2 separate regions of the Mus musculus genome follow, and region 1 is linked to region 2. Evidence: chromatin contacts called from public promoter capture Hi-C data. All regions are on one chromosome and are shown on one strand. Each heading gives the region's core, a stretch centred on a gene start, on an enhancer-like site or on the middle of the called end of the contact. The rest is flanking DNA. Distances are from core to core; before and after follow the strand shown. Region 1 holds the start of Ctps (cytidine 5'-triphosphate synthase). Region 2 holds the start of Uqcrh (ubiquinol-cytochrome c reductase hinge protein).

What was found. Promoter capture Hi-C pulls out the DNA fragments that hold promoters and counts their contacts.
Region 1: a contact with region 2 is called in a promoter capture Hi-C map of pre-B cells. The contact joins the promoter of Ctps here to the promoter of Uqcrh in region 2. A contact is called at or near these places in 2 of 39 promoter capture datasets (cranial neural crest and pre-B cells).

What each region holds. Positions count from the first base shown.
Region 1 is chr4:120,568,117-120,575,497 of GRCm38.p6, reverse strand. It overlaps Ctps (cytidine 5'-triphosphate synthase), which reads left to right and starts at 5,222. Exons shown (of 19, transcript NM_016748.2): 1 at 5,222-5,347.
Region 2 is chr4:116,073,135-116,080,829 of GRCm38.p6, reverse strand. Uqcrh (ubiquinol-cytochrome c reductase hinge protein) reads left to right here and starts at 5,760. Exons shown (of 4, transcript NM_025641.3): 1 at 5,760-5,914. The coding sequence starts at 5,861. It overlaps Lrrc41 (leucine rich repeat containing 41), which reads right to left and starts at 5,561. Exons shown (of 10, transcript NM_153521.2): 1 at 5,223-5,561; 2 at 1,355-1,441; 3 at 211-281. The coding sequence starts at 5,421.

The DNA.
Region 1 (7,381 bases), core at 3,973-6,472, 4.5 Mb before region 2:
TACATGCATGCACGTACACATACAGAGCACTTTAAATTCTTTGTGATCTAAGATTATGATTATGAATTTACTTAAAAACATAATTAAAAAGTGAACTCAGTTGAGGAGACCTAATTTGATAGTCATATTATGACAACATGTAGACAATAAGAAAGGCTATGTATGAGTGCACAAGGTATTTCACGGATAAACAAGGGACTAGGAATAGTGGTTGATTCTGAGCAGAAACTGGGAACAGAGGCCTATGCATGGTCCTTACATACCTTCCTTTTTGTCTCCTGAAATTTGTGTCTCATATATATATATATATATATATATATATGTGTGTGTGTGTGTGTGTGTGTGTGTGTGTGTCATATATATTTATTTATTTATTTTATTTTTTTGTTTGTTTGTTTGTTTGTTTTTCGAGACAGGGTTTCTCTGTGTAGCCCTGGCTGTCCTGGAACTCATTTTGTAGACCAGGCTGGCCGCAAACTCAGAAATCTGCTTGCCTCTGCCTCCAGAGTGCTGGGGTTAAAGGCGTATGCCACCAGGCCTGGCATGCATATATTTTTTTAAAAAGGCAAACTGTAATTTTAGAATATTGTCCATCTATGAAAACTGACAGCACATTCGTAACTAGTTGCTGTCTTTCTCTCCTGCTCCATCTCTCATGAGGTAATCTATGAGACTGAGGATTTGGTGATGTAAAAGTCAAAGTCAAAGAAAGGTTCCATGTTGGGCAGAGTGAGGGAGACAGCACAGGATGATTCAGAGGGCTCCTCACACTGGCCTTGGGAGGCCATTTGCACTCACTGTAGTCTGGTCTTCATTAACTCTAAGAGCGGTTCTCAACCTTCCAGTGGTAATGCTGCCACCCTTTAATACAGCATTTATGTTCTGGTGATCCCAACCACAAAATTCTTTTCATTGCTACTTCATAAATGTAATTTTGCTACTGCTAGGAACTGTAATATAAATATCTGTGTTTTCTGATGGTTTTAGGTAAACCCTGTGAAAGTGCCACTCCATCTAAAGGGGTTGAGATCCACAGGATGAGAACCTCTGATCTATAAGGCAGTGATAATGTGGGTGTTTTCGTTTGCATTCACTGCCATCTGTTCATCATCTGTAAGATAGTGATAATGGTAGTGCTTTCATTAGAGGGTTCTAGTGAGAAAGATGCTAGATCCTGTTTATTAAAAGGTGAAGAAGATTGTACCTGGTAAAGAAATGGAGCCAGAGAAAGGTCAAGTAACCTCAAAGAGATTCCAATCTGAGGTAGAGGAGACAGACAAGTAAATAGCCAATGCCAGCCCACTATGACAAACACCTCAGGCAGCATCCAGTAAGGTGAGGATGTGTGGGAGGGGTGCTATATTAGAGTCCCCTGGGAACATGGCCTGAGGTGGGGCTCTTGAGTCAGTGGGTGACTGAAGAAAAGCGCTGGAGGGCTCAGCTGCTTTTCGCCATGACTCAAAGCCTCAGATGGAACTGTAGAGCTGAATGTGAGTGCCAGGTAAAGTTTCTGAATGCACCGCCACCAAAAAGAACTCAAAAGTGAGTGTGTGACAAATCTAAGGTGTTTCTTAGCTGTTTTCACATGTGCTATATCATGTGATTTTTACCACAGCCATGGCTCTAGACATGCAATACGTGTACTCGCTTTGCAAGACATATACAAAGCCAGCAACTATTGCCTGAAACATCTCTGTTCAGATTTAAAGCTGTTGCGTGCTATAACCTGCAGAAGACATGCTGAGTACAGACATGCTCATATAGAAGCCTAGTAGCTAAATGACAGAAAACAAAGACTTTTAATATTTTCCTGCCACCATTCCTTAGCATGTATCACATTTATAAATATTTCAGTTGTATTGTGTTAGAGTATATAGCTGGTAGGGTGCTTGTCTGTTATAGTGCAAACCCTGGTTCAGTGCATAATACCTGGTACAAAAACTTGGTGGTCCATGTCTGTAATCCTTGTATTTCATAAGTGGAGGTAGAAGGATCAGAAGTTCAAGGTTGTCCTTGTATTACAAAAAAAATGAAGAAGCTGGGCAGTGGTGTGGAATACCAGCACTTGGGAGGCAGAGGCAGGCAGATTTCTGAGTCCAAGGCCCCCCTGGTCTACAGAGTGAGTTCTAGGATAGCCAGGGCTGCACAGAGAAACCCTGTCTCGAAAAACCAAAAACTAAAACTAAAACAAAAAAAGAAAGAAAGAAAAAGAAAGGGAAAGAATGTTTGATTAAAAAATTGCTGTTTGAGTTTGAGTTGCTGACTGACTTGATATTAATTTCTAAAAGAATCATTAAATGAATTTTGGCTTGGGATTAGAACTTCCAGCAACTTCTGAAATGGCTATCAGCATAATTCTGACATTTTACATTCAGTTATATACATTTATTTGGTCTTCTCATCACCGATGATTATATGATCTATCAACTCTAGAAAACCTTGAAGATAGCCTATATTCTGTAGTATCACATATTCAATCAAGACTCGTGTGTGTGTGTGTGTGTGTGTATACTCACTTGTAATGGGACATGTTAAGGTTAAGAGGCCCGAGAATGACATTAGAATGTCTTCCTCATATGTTCCTCCAGCTTTATTTCATTTTTGTTGTTTTTGTTTGGTTTGTTTTGGTTTTTTTTGTTTGTTTGTTTTGAGACAGGGTTTCTCTGTGTAGCCCTGGCTGTCCTGGAACTCACTCTGTAGACCAGGCTGGCCTCGAACTCAGAAATCTGCCTGCCTCTGCCTCCCGAGTGCTGGGATTAAAGGCTCGTGCCACCATCTCCCAGCGAAACACAGTTTTCTTCGGAAAAACCATACTTACTTCATGATGTATTAACTGTTTCAACTTCTGTGCTATGAAGACAGAGCTCAGTTGCTTGTGTAGCATCGAGTATGGGTGACCTGCCCTTTTTAGAAAGTTTGCCTTGACCCCATTCTCTGAGGAGCAGTTGATGATGAAAGGCATCCCAGAGAGGCAGGTGGAGATGGAGGACAAGATGCCTAGCTGACTAAGTACTGTGCTAGGAGGGGAATTACTCATGAAGTTCAGAACAAGTCCAGGCTAGGGATATCAATTCCAGAGTTGTCATTTTGAACATGATTATTTAGAAGATGATTTAAGTGGAGACTTTTAAAATAAGGCCCAAGGCAGAACACTATTTACAGGTCAAGAAGAGGATCTAGGCAGATGCAGGAGGCCTATAACTCAGGGAAAAAAATGAATATGGTTTCCAAGAAGCCAGGAGAAGACCATTTTAGGGAGGGAATGACCAGCGGGGACATAAGATGCCACAGAGGATGTCAGTTCAGGGGGCTGTGTTTTGGGACTATGGCTGCACATAGAAGCTTACAGGAAGACTGAGTCTAAGGTTAGGAAAACAAGTAGTTTAAGTATGCATAAATGCATTCACATCATGCACATATTGTCTTCCTTTAGGGTCTGAGAACAGGTATGGAATTAGAATCTGTACCCTATGTTCAGAGATAAGGTTTGGGAACATGAACTTGATTTTTGATCAAAACATTTTTGGTGGAATTACAGAACATAAACTGGGCTGGACATAGTTCAGGCTTTAACGACATTGGCTCATGACCAAAACACATAAAAATATTTAGTTAACAGGAACATGAACAATGGCTGACTAGAACTCGTACAAGGAAAAGGGTGGAAAACAAAACCCAGAGATAGTCAGTGCCAACATTTTCCTCGAGTTTTGCTGAAAAGTGACAGACTGGGAGGTGAAGCAGAGATGGCTGTAGACAAACAAGGGCCCTGGGCAAACATGGGAGAACCATGTAACACTCTGCACTGGGGTAGTAGAAGGAGAAAACTGGTGATGTGGAGGGGAGACATCCCAGGCATCGGTGAGTTGTATGGCACCTGAAGCAGTGAGAAGAGGGGGGCTGCCCTCTCCACTGCAGCCACTTGTCTGAAGTACCAAGATGAAAGACCATGCTGCTCGCACACATGAAAGCAGGCTGGTAGACAGAAGTTCTCTTGTTGGCTTGCATTTTCTTGGTGAAATGGAAAGCAAGACCATCAAAGAGAATATGGGAGAGTGGAGGGGAGTGAAGGGGTCCCCCAGAAGAGCGACTGGGGGAGGAGTTCAGTTTTGTACCTCTTATGGAAGCTTCTTGGAGCAGAGCAGTTTGGGTATTTGGGCAGACTCAGAGCATGCTGTTGGTTGGGATCTGAAAGAATCCGGAAGTCTCCGAGAGAAGCCCCTGTAGAATTCTCCTAAGTGGTTTCTTGGAATTCTACTTGTTTGAGTCATTTTCCTGAAAAAAACCAGTATGGTCATGGGAGGCATACCTTTTCTTTAACTCTTTCAGCAAAGACAGAAGAAAAAAAAAAGCAATAAATTACTCCTAATGGAAGGAAACAAGCCTCCTGGATGGAGTTCAAGGTACAAGGTACTTCCTAAGGAAACCTTTGTGTAGTTTTTGCAGGGTGGAGGGTATTAAAAACTCACATGGGTTTATGTAGTATTCAAAAGACAAAATCATCACCTTGGGTGCTGTAAATCTTTTGCCTACAACGCTCTGCATAGAGCTGCCCTTCCAACCTCTCCAGCCTGCACTGTTCACTCTGCAAGGCTCTTCTGGACCTCGCCTGGAATGTGCACACAGACTTTTTCTTCTGCCTCATTTTCTATTCCTCCCTCCCTTCCTTGCCAGTAAACGTTTCTGCTACGTGTTCAGAACCCGCTGTACACTAACTCCCCAAGTCCCAATCGTCTGTGAAAATCCCCATGACTTGTTAGAAGTGGGCTCGTTTGCCTCTCTACATTTAGTGCCGGATGGAAGTAGGCTCGCGACAGTTGTTCTAATGCAGGCACCGTCAGGGTGCGTTGTGTGGAAAGGCAGCTGGCTAGGACGTGAAGCCAAGCGGCCCGGCCTAAGAGGGAGACAAGCAGGCACCGGGAGAAGGCGGCGGTGCGGGGCGAGAGCACGAGATGATTTGGCCCGCAGCCTGAGGGAAGGCGGATGGGAGGTGAGAGTGTCCACCGGCTATTGCGGGACCAGGCAAAGGCCCTCAGGGTTCCGGTTAGATGCGAGTCACCAGCATCCTCTAGACCTCGGGCGAGGAAGCCCACAGAACCCACAACTCCCGAGACCCACCCGCAGTAGCCACTCAACAAGCTGCGGCGAGACGTCCCGCGCATGCGCGCCCTAGCCCCACCCTCCCCTGGGCCCGCCTCTCCCCGCCCTCTGCGTGCGCACCGCCTAGAGCCCGCCTCTCAGAAAGACGGCTGGCGCATGCGGCCCGGCCGAGCACTGGCTGCCCGAGGCTCACCACGCGCGCGCCGGCCTTGCTGTGGCTGACACGAGACTCCGAAGCCGGCCTCAGGTAGGCAGACTTCAGGGATCCCGGTGGAACGGCTCCCGGGTGCAAGAGCCTGTGGCGCCGACAGAGCCCGGCGCGGACGGCCACGCCGCCGGGGCGATAAACGTCTCTTCTCACCAATCAGGGGAGAGCTGGCCCGGCGTTCTGCCCAATGGGCTGCATCTCTAACGGGAGTGGGGCGGGCAGTCCCGGAACGCGAGCTGCCGGCTCCCGCGCGCGGGCCGCGTGGCCCGGCTAAGGAAAGGGGCCGAGTCCGGCGACGCGGGCAGCCGGGCTTGGTGAGGTAGAGAGCGCGGTGTGCCGCCGCGGAGGGGTCTCCCAGAGCCCCAGCCTGTGATGGGGCCCGACTGGCGGCCTTGAGCTCCTCCCGGCGCTGCCCGGCGCGCGGGAGGAAGGGGCTTGTAGGTTCGCTGGGCCTCACGGCCCAGGCTACCCAGCTGCTGTCTCTCTTTCCAGCCCAGCGCGAAGATGCTGGCGTTCTTGAGGCCACTACGTCAGCGTGGCTGCCTTACGTCCACACTCATTATTTTAAATCCTCAGCAGCCGGGTGACGCGGGTGGGTGCTGCTGTGGTTCTCGTCCCACTTTTTACGGCGGTGCGAACCCGGGCATCAGGCACTTCGGGGCTAGATTTAGATTTCAGCACATCTGCGGTGGATCCTGAGCCTGATTTTCACCAACTTCATTTTTTTTTTTTTTTAACAAAAGCTTTCACATTTTTCATTCGTGAATTTATCTGGTGCCCCTTGCTCTATATTATAGCTCCTGTACTTGAAAAACCTTTTGTGTCTTGTCATCTTCAGAAAAAAAAGTGCAGCGTGGACATTCAACTTTGCCCATGGACTGGCCCCTGGCCATCCCTTTGCCCTAATCTTTTTTTCTTGGTGCATCCTGTGGGCTCACCTGCTTGTTCATGCTTTGCCTGATTCCTAGCTCATTTCAGTCAGTCAGCCTTACGGGCCCATTACAAGGCAGGTTTTCAAAAGGAGCTCCTGGATCCTCCCTCAGTCCAGGTCATCTCTCCCGGAGATACTTAAGTTGGACCCACATTTGACTTAAGTTTGTGGTACCCCCAGCATGTGAGTAGCTCTCCCATAATAGGTAGTTTGTAAACGTTAGGGAATGGGTCCTCTCCAACTGGCTCTTTGTGGCTTTTGGAATATTTTTTTGCCAGTCACTCTGGGAGACTGCCAGAATCTTAGTGTCTGTCTGTCTGTCTGTCTGTCTGTCTGAGTCTCAATCTCTCTCTCTCTCAGAAACACACACGCACATACACACAGAGAGATCTGAATAAAGTTGGGACAAGATGAGGTGATCCCGTGACAACCTGTTCTGAACTGAGGAATCTGTAGGAACATCAGAAATTGACTCAGTGAGTCTAGGCTGTAGTCTTAGTAAGAAATGCCAGGATGCCAGGTTTGGACTTATCTAAAATACTAAAATATAGCCAAGTTTGATAAATGCATTAATAAGAAGGAACCATATAATTATGAGGTGATACAGTTTTTCTCTCAAGGATATTGTCTACCCTTTTGGGGTTCACAGTCTGCATAAGCATACTAAACACTCCTGAAGGTCTTGGGTTAAAGACTAGTCATCATTTCTTTTGATTTTTTTTTTTTTTCTGCCCATAAAGTCACCTTCCCCTCTTTTGAGATAGGAATTCCATATGTATGTAGATCAGGTGTCTTTGAACTTGGGGCAACCCTCCTTTCTCTTTCCAAGTGCCCCTTTCTTTACAGGCATGGAGTACCTTATCCTGTCAAAACCTTTCTGGGAAACCCAGTTGTATTTTGTAGAAGTACACTTTTGAAACGACTGCGCAGAGGGTAGAAAGAGCAGGATAACATTCCTTACTGTGTAAGGGGAAAGGTATTTCAAGCATTATGCTTTCCTTGCCAAGTTTGTTCATTCTCGTTCCTGGGAGGAGTGGAGCTGGGAAATGCGTCCTGCAGAATTCCCCTTTCTTTGTTCCTTAGCTTATTTTTGTTTTAATTTGGCTTCACACAGGGTTTTTAGAGGGGGGAAGTGTCTTCTC
Region 2 (7,695 bases), core at 4,511-7,010:
CATAGCCTTTTCTGTTTTGTGTACCCTGTAATAATGGTGAACAAGTAAATGCTAAAAGCCAAATGAGCCAAAACTGTGTGACAAATCACCTGAACTCAGCTCCCAGTTCCACTCCGGATACTTCAGAAGTTCTCAGTTTGTTTGTATGTACTACTACTTGCTTTTACTATGCAAGGTTAGGCTGGAGTTCTTCTTGGTACCTCAACTTACCTCCAAACTGGAAGGCCTTGTCTTCATCAGTTCATCCCAGAGTCGGCGCCAGATGGCTTGAGTAGAGAGACCTGTAGGAAGAGGTATTACAGTTGGCTGCCTGCCGCCCACCATGAATGAAGTATATCAGCTTTTCACGTTCTCTGCCTTCAGAGGAGCAATACAATTATCTGAGTAGCCAAGACTGACTCTAAGGACAGATGATTGAGATTTGAATATTAATAAACTATTCTAAAGCTATATGATCATGGGAAAGCTACTTGTTTCCCCATCTATAAATTATAATTAATATCTATTTCATAGGGCTGTTGAAAAAGAATCAAGTGAGTAAATGAATTTCTCTGGATTAAGTACCTAGAACTGCTTGGCCAATCAAGTTAAAAGCACTGACTGCTCTTCCAGAGGTCCTGAGTTCAATTCTCAGCAACCACATGGAGGCTCACAACCATCTGTAATGGGATTGGATGCTCTCTTCTGGTGTGTCTGAAGACAGCTACAGTGTACTCATATACATAAAATATATAAATCTTAAAAAAAAAAAAAAAGCTGGGTGGTGGTGGTGTATGCCTTTAATCCCAGCACTTGGGAGGCAGAGACAGGTGAATTTCTGAGTTTGAGGTCGGCCTGGTCTACAGAGTGAGTTCCAGGACAGCCAGGGCTACACAGAGAAACCCTGTCTCGAAAAACCAAAAAAAAAAAAGTATTTCTTTTTTTCATGTGGTATGTTTTGTCTTCAAGTATATTATACTACATGTCTGCTGCCCACAGAGGCCAGAAGAGGATGCTAGATTGCTGCAACTAGAATTATGTCCTTGTCAACTGCCACATGGGACCCAAACCGAGGTTTTTCCTAGGAACAGCAAGTGCTCTTAACCCACTAAGCTGTCTCTCCAGTACTATGCAGGTGTTTCTATCTTTTGTTCTTTGAGACAGGGTCTCACTATGTAGCCTTGGCTGGACTAGAACTGAATCCGTAGACCAGGCTGGCCTCAAACTTAAGGAGATAAACTGGCCTCTACCTCCTAAATTCTGGGATTAAAGGTACTTTTTTGAAGATCACAAAGTCCTAATTGGTTATCAGTTACCTGAAGAATACCATGGTGTTGTCAATCATTGACTGAGAAAGAGTAAGAAAGGCACTTACCTTTTTTGAGAGCAGTTTCCTCAATCCTCTCCAAGTAATATATATTGAGCAGAGGTAAGATGCTTTGAAGTATTGGGCCTGGGAGGGCTACAAAAACCAAAACACAAAGTTTACTTTTTCCCTTCTTGGGTTCTAAACATTATCTATCTTAAGGCAGCTGGAAATTCAGAGGAAAGGAAAACTAAGCTGCTTGCTCACTGAGGTCAGCAAACTTCTGCCTAGGCTGGGCTGGGCTCTGAGTATACTCTGAGCTACTACCTTCCTATGAAGGTAGTAAATACTCATGAAAATTAAAGATAACTCTTCTCTAATTCATTATACTTTAAAAAACAAAACCAGTTTTTCCCTGGAACCAAGAATATCAGGAATTCAAAGCTAGTCTTGATTATGGATTGCCTTTATTTATTCTTCCCCCGGCAGAGAGAGAGAGAGAGAGAGAGAGAGAGAGAGAGAGAGAGAGAGAGAGAGAGAGAGAAGTTGGGGAAAATCTTACTCCAGCATTTGGGAGGCTGAGGCAGGAGGACTGCTGCAAGTTCAAGCTAGCTGGAGCTACATAATGAGTACCAGGACAGCCAGGGATAATAAAGCGAAATCCTGATTCAATAAAACAAAATGTGTGTATTAGGAGTTGTATGAAGAGGGAATAGATTAGAAATGACTACCTCATGACATTAAAGATCATGCTTGTAATTTGTTTAACACAATACCTGCCCATAAGATCAATGAATACTGGCTATTATTATGTTCATTCTGTCTATGCATCTCTACTCTATTAAGCTTACGATCTTGTAGTTATACCAAAACTTTCATTCTTTGACCTACATTTTAAAAAATATTTTATTTTAAAATTGCATGTATATGTGTGTCTATATAGAGGTACGTGCAAGTGAGTGAGGGTGCCTGCAGAGGCTGAAAGGTGTTGGGCCACTGGAACCGGAGTTCTATGCAGTTTTGATCTGATATGGGTGCTAGGAACCCAACTGTCCTGTCCTGTGTAAAAGGAATACTCTCTTTCCCGTACCTCTGTTTTTTAAAGTCAGGGTCTTTCTCCTAGCGTCCTTGTAACTTGAGGCAATCCTTCTGTCTCAGCCTCCTGAGAACTAGGATTACAGGTGTGAGTCAGCACACACAGCTTTTCCTCAGTGTACTTTCTCTTTACTTGAAGAATAACTGAATCATGAGGCCTAAGAATCTAGTGTACTTTTTTTTTATCTATTAGGTACTCATTAATATTCACTGTACCTGTTGAATGAGAACATTAATTCCCTGTGCTATTATAGTAATGTAGGTCTATCATCTGACACACTGTTTCTCTGACATCTATCTTTATATTCTCTCTCTCTCTCCTCTTCTCTCCCCCCCCCCCGATGACATACTCTGATCAAAACCTTTCAAAAGCTCTCTACTCCATACAAGATAAAGTTCAAATCTCACACCCTGATATTTAAGGTCATCTACCATCGATGAACTTTTCTCATCATGAGAGATCACTGAGAGATGTGGCACACAGCAGGAATGAGGTCAGAGGACAGTCACTTGCAGATCCAATTCTGCTAGTTGGGTCCCAGGAATGGCCTTGAGGTTGTCAGGCTGATGGCAGTGTCTGGCCTGACCTGCTGAGCATCTCCCTGGCCCACTGTCTCTCACTACACACTTGGGTTGCCTCCACTTACTCCCCTCTCTTCAGTGCTAGTCCACTAATGGCAGAAGCCTTTCCTGACTGCTCCCTAGCTCACCCTGAGGCCTCCCTCTGAAACAGCAGCGCTTGACAGGCCTTTTTCTTGGCACCTCTAAAAGTTCTTACAGAGTCAAGTTCTTACTGACTGGGTGGCTATTTACTGGATCTAGCCCACTGCAGGTTCTCCTGTCTCTTCTCAACTGGGAACAATGAAGTAGTGATGAGTACACAGAAAGAAAAGCCATGCCTTCAGAGCTTCCCCCTTTTCCTTTGGACTCTGCTCCCTCCTGCTTAGCAATCCCCTCTCACACCTCTCACAGGAATTCTCATCTCTTCAAACTACAAAGTCTACTGTTCCTTTATTCTTAAGACAGGTTCCTTGCTTGCTTCCAGCCGTACTTTTTTCCTTTTAAATGCTTCCTCTTTGCAAGTCAGGGCCTCCATTAACACCCAACTCCTCTTCTAGCCAAGATCAGCATCTAAAGACTCTCCAGGCTGATAACAGGCTGCCACATTTCCAGGACTTCTCTGAGCCCCTGTTCAACCCCAGGGAGGCCTTTCCTTCCATTCACCATAGGGTCAGCCTGACCTTTTTCTGCGCAGCTTGGCACGGGGCCTCCACAATCTCCTCTGCTCACACAGGGCCTGAGGACTTCTTATCCATCTCTTCTCCCCCACCCCCACCTCCTGGAAGGCGCTTGGGCCTTCTCAGCAGTGCTGGCCACTCTAAGGCCTTACAACCTATTCTGGGGCAGCAATCCTGCAAACCCACCTCCTGGGGCTTAACAAAACCCTCACTCTCAGTTCTTAACGGACCAGGGCCTGCCTTCTGGCAAAGATGTCACCACCACCTTGGATAGTCCCGGTGGCACATCCCCTGCACACTCCAAGGCCAGGAGCCTCCTCTGATGTTACCCTCTCCTCCTCCACCTTCCGTCTGGCCCGACCTGTGATCTCATCCAACTTCAGCCTGACCCTACTCCACTAGCACCAATTCTGTCAGGCCCATGGCCTCCCTCCCTTGTCTCCCCTGAAGGCCCTAACTTTCTCTTTAACTCTCTACTCTCACTTTTCACGTCGTGGACCCTTTCCCCGCTTAAGTTGCCAGGCCGCTGGCCTGCGGTATCCTCCTCCAGCAGGGCCTCCTTGCCATCTGGTCGGGGAGCAGAAGGCCTTGGCTCACACCGGAGCGGAGCGGACTGTCTAGCCGGGTCCAGCCCCTCCGTACCGGCCGCTCTCACAACTAAGGCCTCGGCTCCCTCCTATTCGGCCCAAGGCCTCTTCCCCATGACGCGTCTCACCCGACTCTAGCTCCGCAGTCCGGGATACCCTGGCCCCTGCCCGGCCTGAGGCCTCTTCGGCCCTTCCCGCCGGCCGGTCTCCCGAGCCTGTCCGTGCTTACGGAGCGTCTCCCGGAGCCCTCCACTCACTTTCCTACCTTCTCCACCACCGCCCCGGTCCATCCAGAAGGCCACCGGCGCTACCTGCTCGGCGGGCAGACCCGCAGCTCAGTTTAGCAGCGAGGTCTGGGGCGTCGGTGCGCTCCCTTCAGCCCTCGCTCGGGCCGTCAAACAGGCCACGGCGCTCCCAGCCTTTTCGGCTTCTCCCCGCGACTCCGGTCCCTCGCTCGCTCTCCACTGGGCTGTCCCACCCCGCCCATCCGCGGGGCTCCCGGAGTCCAGGTACCGGTGGTGTGCCCGGCGGACAGCGGAGGCCCCGGGCCGGCAGCGCAGGTGGCTGCGGGCCTGGCCTCCTTGCCTCGGGTCGGGCCTGCCAAAGTCGGTCCCTGCCCCGGGGCAGCCCGGCCATCCCTGCCCCGTCGGTTCGAGATCCGAGAATCCTCCGTTCAGTCCGGTCCAGCCCAGTGTCAGTTCCGAGCCTGTGGCTCCGGCCTGCTACTCCAGCCCCCGTCGCTAGGGCCCTGGCAGCTCTGCCCCGTACCGGGCCTTCTGGCCTCGCCCCCCGCGCCCCCCAGGCGAGCCGCGGCTCGGCTTCACCGGCTCCCTCGGTCTCAGGCTTCACTCCGTCCCGCCCTGTCAGTCACGGAATTTCTGTTCCGACTCCACCATCGAACTCCCGGGGCTCCCAGCTGGGCCTGGCCCCGGGCCTCTCGGCCTCGCCCCCCGCGCCCCCTGGCCGCCGGGCCGCCCCCGCTCGCTGCCGGAGGTCGCCCCTCACTCCGCGACTTACCCCACACCCCGCTCTCCAGAACCCCCATATGGGCGCTCACTGCCCGCCCGCACAGCTCGAACAGGGCGGGGGGAGCGCTGGGGCCCGAGGCCGAGCTCTTCGCTGGCGCCGCCTCCCGGGACGTGGCCTCCATGGTCGTTGCTGCCGCTACCTCACAGAACCAGCAACTCCGGGCGCGCCAGGCCTCGGGCGCCGCCATCTTGGGGAGGTGCGCGAGCCCGAGAATGACACCCGCGGGCCGCCATCTTGAAGAGGTCAGCTTTTAGGACCGCTCCATAAGGGATATGGGGAAGAACAGAAACAACATTAAAAGATCGTCAAACAGAGGAGCAGATGACTCAAGTATCTTAGGGAATACTACTTGGAAAAATACTGTAGATCAACACATTTGGGCAAGAAGTGACCGAAAGGATGTTTCTTAGCAAATTCTTTGCAGGCGTATATAGCAGCTCCCCCTACGTCTCGTAGCTAGCGAGTAGTACAGCCCAATTTGTGCGTGTGTTCGGGACTACGAGGAGTATGCCGCACTTCCGGCCAGGTCGCCGGATATCCGTCGAGTGACCCTTACTAGTCCTTCTTAAACCTGAAGTGGAGTACTACTCTGGTTGCGCTTGTTGGATCCCAAACCGGCTCCCGACATGGGACTAGAGGACGAACGAAAGATGCTCACTGGATCTGGAGACCCCAAAGAGGTAAGGCTTCGAGGTTGGCGGGCCCGGGACCTAGCTCAACAAAGCACCTCCCGGGGCTCTCTTAGTCCGGGTTTATAGCCTAGGGTTTGCGGGGTCCAGAGAGGTGGTTTCCGTTACTTACCTTCAGAATTCTTTGGTTGACCTTGGGCAGATTAATAGCTAGTCTTTCTCGGGATTGGCTTCCCCAAACCAGGAATGTGAAAGTGTAACTGGAGTTTATAATGCTGCACTGATAAACTTGTGTAAACAAACAAACAACCCCCCCCCAGGTTTTTGAGGTTCTAATTTGATAAATGTTTTGAGGTTCTAACTTGATAAGTGCGTGAAGCAAAAAACTAACGTTAGTCTTTAACGTAGCTTAGGTCAGAATTTATTTATGGAGATTTCGGGGACCCTAGTCTTCGGAAAAGTGCTTTCAGGAGTTGGGGTGTAGCTTCATGGTAAAGCTCTTGCCTAGCATTAACAAGCCCTGTATTCGCTTCCCAGCATCTCCAACAAAAAGCGGTTCTTTATCTTTTGGGATGGAGATGGCCGAGGACTTGTGCCTTTGGGGACAGTTTAAGAATGTGTAGTGTAATTCTGTGGTGCAAGAGGGAGCTCTTTCCCAAGTTGAGCATCATTGTGATAAATATTGGCTGCTTATGTGCTGAGTGCTTTATATGCACTAAGATACTTAACTTGCACAGTTTCCCCATGAGGTAAATATCAGGTACATTATATATTTTTGTCACTTTTATTACATGAGGCAGCAAGCAAGGAAGTTTATCTTGAATGAGGGCACACAACTAGCAAGACAATACAACTGGGACTCCAATGCAGACGTCCAGGCTTGAGAGCCAGAGCTCTAGCCCGAGACTCACTTTGCTTCCATTTCCTGTGCATTTGTCTTGTCTACTTCAGGACAAGCCATCAGGGCTTAATGGATTAATTAGTTGGCAAATTATTTATCCCTTAATTTTTTCAAGTTTTCATTCTCAGAAAGTTTAACAGGATACCACAGCAGATAGAAGTTTTAAAATTAAGAAAGTTGGGCATGGTGGTCCGTGTCTTTAATCCCAACACTCAGGAGGCAATGGCAGGAGGATCTCTGTAAGTTCAGAGCCATCCTGGTCTTCATATCAAACTCCATGACAGCCAGGACTATAGAGATCCTTTCTCAAAAAAACAATAAACCAACAAATCAAATAATAAAATGAAGAAAGTTAAATTAATTTTGTGAAAGATCCATAATGAATGGAGATGAAATCTTTTTATTCAGTGTGACTTTGGATTTTCTCATTGGTGGAAACAGAATTAGACCTGTATTTGGATTTGTTTAGCATGGTGTTTTTAGCACATTAGTGTTGTTATAGTAATGCCAATTGGGAAATGACACAGTTGTCTTGCTTCTAGAATGCTAATTTCAGGTGTGTCCCCCCCCCCCCCCGATTTTATTTTTACTTTAAGTGTATATTTGTATTTTGCTTACATGTATACCTTTGCACCACTTGCAATGCCTGATGCCCTCTGAGACCATAAGAGGGCACTAGATCTTCTGGAACTGGAGTTAACGTTTGTGAGCAACCATGTAGGAGCTAGGAAGAGCCAGGGTTTTTTTGGAAGAGAGACAAGTGCTCTTAACTGCTGAGCCATCTTTTGTGAGCATGTATAGGTGTTGGTTTGTGCATGCTTCTGTCTGTAGGTCCTTTCACATGGGCTCCTGGGATCAAACTCGGGTTGTCGGGCTTGGTAGCAAGCAATTTTACCTGATGGTTTTAGGACTTGGACCCAGGGCCTCAGGT